Linked DNA regions of Bicyclus anynana: region 2 is linked to region 1. A link is a contact called in public Hi-C data. All regions are on one chromosome and are shown on one strand. Each heading gives the region's core, a stretch centred on a gene start, on an enhancer-like site or on the middle of the called end of the contact. The rest is flanking DNA. Distances are from core to core; before and after follow the strand shown. Region 1 holds the start of LOC112048828. Region 2 holds the start of LOC112048816 (radial spoke head protein 9 homolog).

The links. A called contact is a pair of places that touch in the nucleus more often than the background predicts.
Region 2: a Hi-C map of whole larva shows a contact between it and region 1, with 5 times the contacts expected there. The contact joins the promoter of LOC112048816 here to the promoter of LOC112048828 in region 1. A contact is called at or near these places in 2 of 2 Hi-C or Micro-C datasets (whole body and whole larva).

Annotation. Positions count from the first base shown.
Region 1 is chr9:355,796-359,228 of ilBicAnyn1.1, forward strand. It overlaps LOC112048828, which reads left to right and starts at 1,485. Exons shown (of 3, transcript XM_024086506.2): 1 at 1,485-1,837; 2 at 2,617-3,409. The coding sequence starts at 2,621. LOC112057173 (protein lethal(2)denticleless) reads right to left here and starts at 1,207. Exons shown (of 4, transcript XM_052883475.1): 1 at 1,046-1,207; 2 at 774-970. The coding sequence starts at 1,088.
Region 2 is chr9:579,742-583,174 of ilBicAnyn1.1, forward strand. LOC112048816 (radial spoke head protein 9 homolog) reads left to right here and starts at 1,675. Exons shown (of 1, transcript XM_024086484.2): 1 at 1,675-2,490. The coding sequence starts at 1,675. The coding sequence ends at 2,490.

The DNA.
Region 1 (3,433 bases), core at 235-2,734:
TTTTCAATTTAAATTTATATACTAGCAATGTATTAAAGTAATTTCTCATCTCATCTCAGCTGCAACAGCTTTAAGCAAATTGTTTGTGGGTACTTCATGGCTAGTGTTTTATATAAATCTAATAAAAATATATGGGTTGAAGACTATGACAGTATCTTAAGAGTCCTGCAGGACATTTGTAACAAGCCTCAGTGGTGCAGTTGTATGTGCGGTAGTTTGACAAGATAGAGGTCTGAGTTCCATCCCCGGCTGGGCTGATTGAGGTTTTCTTAATTGGTCAAGGTCTGGCTGGTGGGAGGCTTCTGCTGTGGCCATCACCATATCGGCAAAGATGAACTGCCAAGAGATTTAGCAGTCTGGTACAATGTTGTGTAGAAACTGACAGAGCTGTAGATTTTCATCCTCCTCCTAACAAGTTAGTCCACTTCCATATTAGATTGCATCATCACTTACCATCAGGTGAGATTGTAGTCAAGGGCTAATTTTTAAAGAATAAAACAAAATGCAGTCAGCCCACCATGCCACACTTTGTTGAAAATGTTGTGCAGTGAGTAAGGCACAGGTGTTGCGCCTTATACTCATAAGTCTATACACCAGCAACCATAACCTACCGAAAAAAGGAATACTACTCTGTGATAGAAATAAGGAAACAGTAATTAATATTGATAAACTAAAAACTAACTAATCTTAGTGTTTCAGCTATTTTATAGAAAAGAGAAGGTTGCACCTTTAGTAGACCATTACCATTGCCTGTGATAAATGCTGCTGTTTACCTGCGTAGCAACTCGACCGTCTTCATTTGCGAGGGCGAGAATGTGTTCGTAGCCCGAGGCTTCAGAAAATCGGCAGGCGAATATAGGTGGATCCTGCTCGAAGTTGCCAGCTAGAGGATCATTCTGCAGACCGTAAAACGACTCCTCCGACTGCACCACTAATCGTTTCAGGACATTATCGTAGTTAAACCGGGAGTCTGAAAAATGCCGCGCAAATATTGTTACTCGACTTCTTTATCACAATAAATTATGAATTTATGACGTGTACTTACATATTCCAAGTTGACGGTCGATAATGTTCTGTATGTCGTTCATTTTTCAGAAAGAAACGATGAACATTACGCTTTAATTTGCAGTAAATTCAGAATACAATAACCACAATAACAACCAATTTTACCCGCAAATTTCTTGAATTTTCTTTGACTTTTGACATAGACTTTGACGTTATTAATTTGACACTTTGTGTCAAACACCAGCGAGAAAAACAGTGCGTCGCGTTTGCGATTACGATGAAAAAAAGATCAAAATAATAAATGAAACAAATAAATTATTCCATAAAAAAAGGTTGATAACATAAAAACTATCTTCTATTTACGATTAAATATATTTGTAAAGCAGAAGGTAAAATGTTTTTTTGTATTTTATCAAATAAAAATAGATAAGAATTAATTAATTATTTAATCTGTCATGATTCGTGATTCTGTTTCTGCTGTCAAGCGTTGCCACAGACCACAGACAGATTACAAAATTTGCTGCAAGTTTGTGCCTGGTTTCATAAAATTTTTTATTTCTTCTTTTAGATTTAGAATCCATTTTAAGATACACTAGTCACTACGCTTGATTTTAGTGTATTATTTTCCCGTGAACTTTAAATGTGACTTCCCAGACGTTCTATTCTCCATTGGATACACTGTATTGACACTAATTGTATCTCGTCGTAAAGTATTATAGTTCAACAGTTTTTTAAAAAGTACGTCGTATTACTCGTAATTATTAATTTGTATGTATCTAAAGTTGTAAGGAAATCGTAATTAATAAGTTTCACCGCAGTATCAATCTTAAAAGTAAGTATTTTTTTATATTTTGCCATCGTATTTGTCACCCACAGACGGCGTCATATTGACAGAATTTTTTCTGGTGTACAGGAACAACATATCGAAATGTTCTTTTTAGCATAGTAAAGTAATCATAAAAAGTAACTTTGGCCCTTGGATTTCGCTGCATGAATATCTCGTTTAATCATAATGTTTAAGTGTACATGGTTTTACAGTACTCAATCGATTTTGATCAAACTTGTCTGACAATTTTAGCTTTTCTTTTTATGTAATTTGTCGTGATTTGCTGCCATTAATAAGATGCACAAGCTATGCAGAACATGAAAAAATCAACTGAGAAAAGAGGAAGCACTTGAAATTTTTAACAGTGATAGAAGAAACATGGAAGTCTGCTACACACACTGGGAAAAAAATTAATTTAATTAACAATAGGCTGTTGAGTGATGACTAACTGTCTCGCTGGTGCAGTTGTTAGCCTATGTGGTTTCAGATCATGTGGGTCTGGGTTGGGCTAACAGATACTAAGTTGTGCTATCTTCTTTAGTTCTTCGTATCTTCTAGTTTTTAGGAAAAATTCTCAACACAAAGTTGGCCTTTGGAGTTCGGAGAGCATGTTATGTTAAGCCATCATTATCATTAATAAATGATAGTGGTTGTTGATGATTTTAACATTATCGACCTAGTCTCCCACATAGTCGCAGCATGGTGCGGTAATTAGAGAGGCCTGGCCTGCACCTTCAGAGCCAATAAAATAGGCTGATAATGATGAATGTTAATACCTATTCCAGGTGCATGGAATGTGATGACAATGGGATCAAGCGTGCAGCTTCGGCAGCGGCGGGTGGGCGCAGGCTCCAGCGGAAGCGCAGAGCTGCTGGTGCAGGCGTCGTGCGGCTGGCGCTCCCCGCTGCAGTGCCTGGCTCGGCTGCTGTGCGACCAGTACAAAACCATCACCTGTCGCCTGCTGCCCCGGCCCTGCCCTCATCACATCTTCAACCACAGGATCCTCCCTTTATGAACAACATGGATGAGATATCATACTGGATTTACACCAAGAGAGCACCCTGTCTCTTCAACTATGACAACATTCTGAAGAAACAAGTGGAGCAAGCTCAATGCTCTACAGCGAAGCCGCCAAGTGTTAAAAGCAAAATTGAAGATGAATCACCCAGAAAGAAAAGAAAATTGCAACTGTTGGACGATGATTCTGTATCTACAGAAAAGCGACAGAATGTGTACTTCAAAGCTCCACAGAATCAAAAACCTGCAATTGAGAGTCGCAAATCTGATATGGATGGCTCTGATACAGATTTCAATATTAAGCCATCATCAGCACAGAAGAAGTCAAAAAAGATGAAATTACAAAAAAATTGTCAACGAACAGTGTGTAAAAAGACTAAAATTGCTACATCAACACCCAAAGCAAGTTTAAGGAGAAGTCTTCGAACGGCTCAGCGGAACTTAAACTGTACCTTTCAAATATACAATGCTAGTATCATGAACGGTAAACAAGATGCACAGAAAGCAGGAGACACCAATCTACTGCAGAACCCACCCACCAACAACAGAAGCAAGAGCAAGGTAACAATGCCCGGGAAAGACACC
Region 2 (3,433 bases), core at 425-2,924, 220 kb after region 1:
ACCATAATAGTGAATAAACCAGCTGCACACACAATTATTATTTAGGTATTTAAATAACTTTCGTTGTTTACTATGCGACTAAATTAAATTAAGACAATTAGCCACTTTTATTCGCCTTAATTTCGACGCGCTAGTAGGTACTAGGTATAATATCTAATTGTATAAAATATTTGGTCCTATTCATTAGTAAATACCTACTTAACTATTTTTGTTTTCTTTTTTTTAAAAAAAACTATTTAACTAAAAAGCTTTGAGCTCGACCTGCCCTACTTACAATCAAAGCATAAAATCGAAAGGTAATCGCGCTTTAGCCAAACTTTTATTGAACTTTTTATATTTAAGTATTTCAGTAAGTACATTAATTATATACTACAAAAAAGGTTCAAAAACAGAGAGAAAGTACATACTTCAAAATGTAACTATTTAATTTGTAAATGTTATAAAAATAAACATGAAATTAAACACTTAGCGCCATCTGTCGGACAGTAGATAAACTAAAATACTAGCGCCATCGTGTTACGAGTAGCGCCAAGATTTTAAATTGTTGTTTTATTAATATTTACTATTCCTTTATCAATATTACTATTCCTTTAAACATCAAATAAATTAAGGACAAAATGATAAATAAAATAAATCTGGAATATTCTTATCCTATTATATTATGGTCCTTTTGAACGTAAGAAAGTAAATGAAATAAATTTCTTTCATAATTTTTCTAAAGTTGCAATTTTTTACCAGCCAATTTATTATTTTGCAGTACAGGTGATATATCTTATAAAATGTTACCCTGGAGTCTGCAAACAAGCAACTCGACTCTTCTACTTTTCGCAAAATAAGTAATTTGCTACTCAAGACGTCATCACTGTCCAAAATATATTGATCTATGGATACTATACCCCCATATACACTTGGGGATCACACTAAATTGGCTAAGTATAATATCAAATTACGAATTACGACCAACAGAGGGCCAGCAAATATTTGATGTCGCGTAGGTAATTGTCATACGAGACGTATCTCGTTTTACGTTGCCCTTTTTGGTGACCCTTAGGGGAAAAACAATCTTATATTTGTTTCTATTTAAGGGAAAAGAAACAACTTTCTTTGCTGACAAACATGTACCATAATTATGTATAGGACTACCTTACTTTCATAGTATAATTAATAATTATAAGATAAATAATAAGGGTAAGTAAAGGGTAAGTAATTATAAAAGAAATATTAAACTCCCCCAATGGTTTAATATTCCTTGCATCATTAGAAATCCATTTACCACTGACCATCATTACCCGTATCTCTATACTAATTTTATAAAGAGGAAAGATTTGATTGTGTGTTTGTATGGAATTAATAGGCTCTGAAACTACAGAACCGATTTGAAAAATTATTTCACTGTTGGGTACCTACACTATCCCTGAGTACTACAGGCTATAATTATTATATATTATTAAGAAACTCTTTGAAAACGTTTTTACACAAAATCTTTTAACAAAGGTTTTTTTTTTCAAATAGTTTAAATTTAGTTTAATATTTAAAAAAAAAACTTGAAAAGGTAACATTTAACCTGTCACTCTGTTGTCTTGCGCATGTTATGAAAAATAAATTAAATATTATTATAACAATTACATTACAAAATATATTTTAGATATTTGGTAATGTTTTTATTTAAAAACCATGAATATCCACAAACTGTGGGAGTACAAGGAATACGTCAACGTAAACGGAATGATGCTGAGCAGTGAGCTGATATCGCTCCTGCACAACTCTCTGACTATGCTGCAGGTGGAGAACCACTTCCTGCACGTCCAGTACTGGGGCCAGCTGTACGCGCTGGACGCGGACTACCACATCGCGGTCGGCATAAACAGGGACGCGCTCACGGACAGGAAGTACTACTACACCACCGACTTCAAATTCTGGGGCTTGCTGCCCAAATCGAAGAAGAAGTACAAACATCTCGCTTTATTAACCACATATCCGTTCAGCGGTGACCCGTCACTGAAGATCAAAGTTTTAGATGAAGCCTTAGACGAAAATAACCCAGACAGATGTCCGGTCATGAAAGAGGAGAGTCGTCTCGCTGCAACTATTAGCAACATTTGCGACGAAGCAGGAATATGCGCTCGAGGACAAATCCTAAAACAACCAGATGGGACGATTGTCATAAACCCCAACTACTACGGACTGACGGGCTCCGAGGCGAAGCTCCTCAAGTCCTATCTCCATATACGGACTCCACAGCATCGCTGGAATACCAATCTTCTAACCAGACAGGACTACAACTACAGCATGGATTTCTTGGACTCGATCGACCAAGACATACCGAGCGGCTGTTGGAACCTGTCTCTCGAGCAGAACGGCAGTGTTGTGTATTTGAAGAGTCTATATTGGCCCGGCATGATGTATTTCCATAAAGTGAGAACACCGGAGGCTGGTTTTTTATACGTTGGTAACGGTAGAAAAAATTTGGATGTGCCTTTTCTACTTTGATTGTAGTTTACTGAAGAATAAAGGCCTTTTATAAAGCTTTTATGCTAATTCAAGGAAATAGGACCTACATAATGACCATTCTAAATAAAGTCAACTTACTTTTTTCATTGAATTAATATGAAAGTGTGACTTTAAATCGAATTATCATTTTTAAAAAAAATTACTAACGTAAAAGCTGCAAATATGTATCATTATTATCAGCCGATGTCCACAGACATAGGCCTTTTGTAGGAAATCCCAAACATCACGATCCTGAGCCGCCTGCATCCAGCGAATCTCTGCGACTCGGCTTAATGTAAGTCCACCTGGTGTGGGTCGACCAACACTGTGCTTTGTAAAGCGGAGTCACCATTCCAGCACCTTGAAGCCCCAAAGTCCATCGGCTCTTCGTACTCTGTGCCCCACCCATAGCCACTTCAGCTTCGCGATTTGTTGAGCTATGTCGGTGACGTTGGTTCTTCTGCGGATCTCCTCGTTTCTGATTCGATCATGAAAAGATACTCCTAACATAGCTCGTTCCATCGCCCGCTGTGTGACTCTGAGCTTCATTCGAGCCATGACTTCGTATGAGGCCCATAGTTAGCGACCAAAACTCAGGACCATAGGTACTGGCAACATACTGGCAACACGCATTGTTCGTAGAATTTTGTCTTCAGGAACTGAGGAATTTCGGACGAAATAGATTAAGAAGCTGTGTTGTGTAAAAAGTGCGCGAAATATACAATGTTCACGGAAATTGCACTTTGCTCGCAAACGCTTGTTTCTAGCTCCTAGTGCCAATCGAGGTGGGAGGCGCCAAGTACGGTTAACTTGGCGCCGAGGTGAACCGTGCTAGACTATGAAAAATTGCCTGGCGAGTTTGATATTTGTAATTATTGGAATTACCCGATATTCTTTAGCTTTAGTTTTAGCTTCCTTAAATTAAACGCAAACGTGACATATT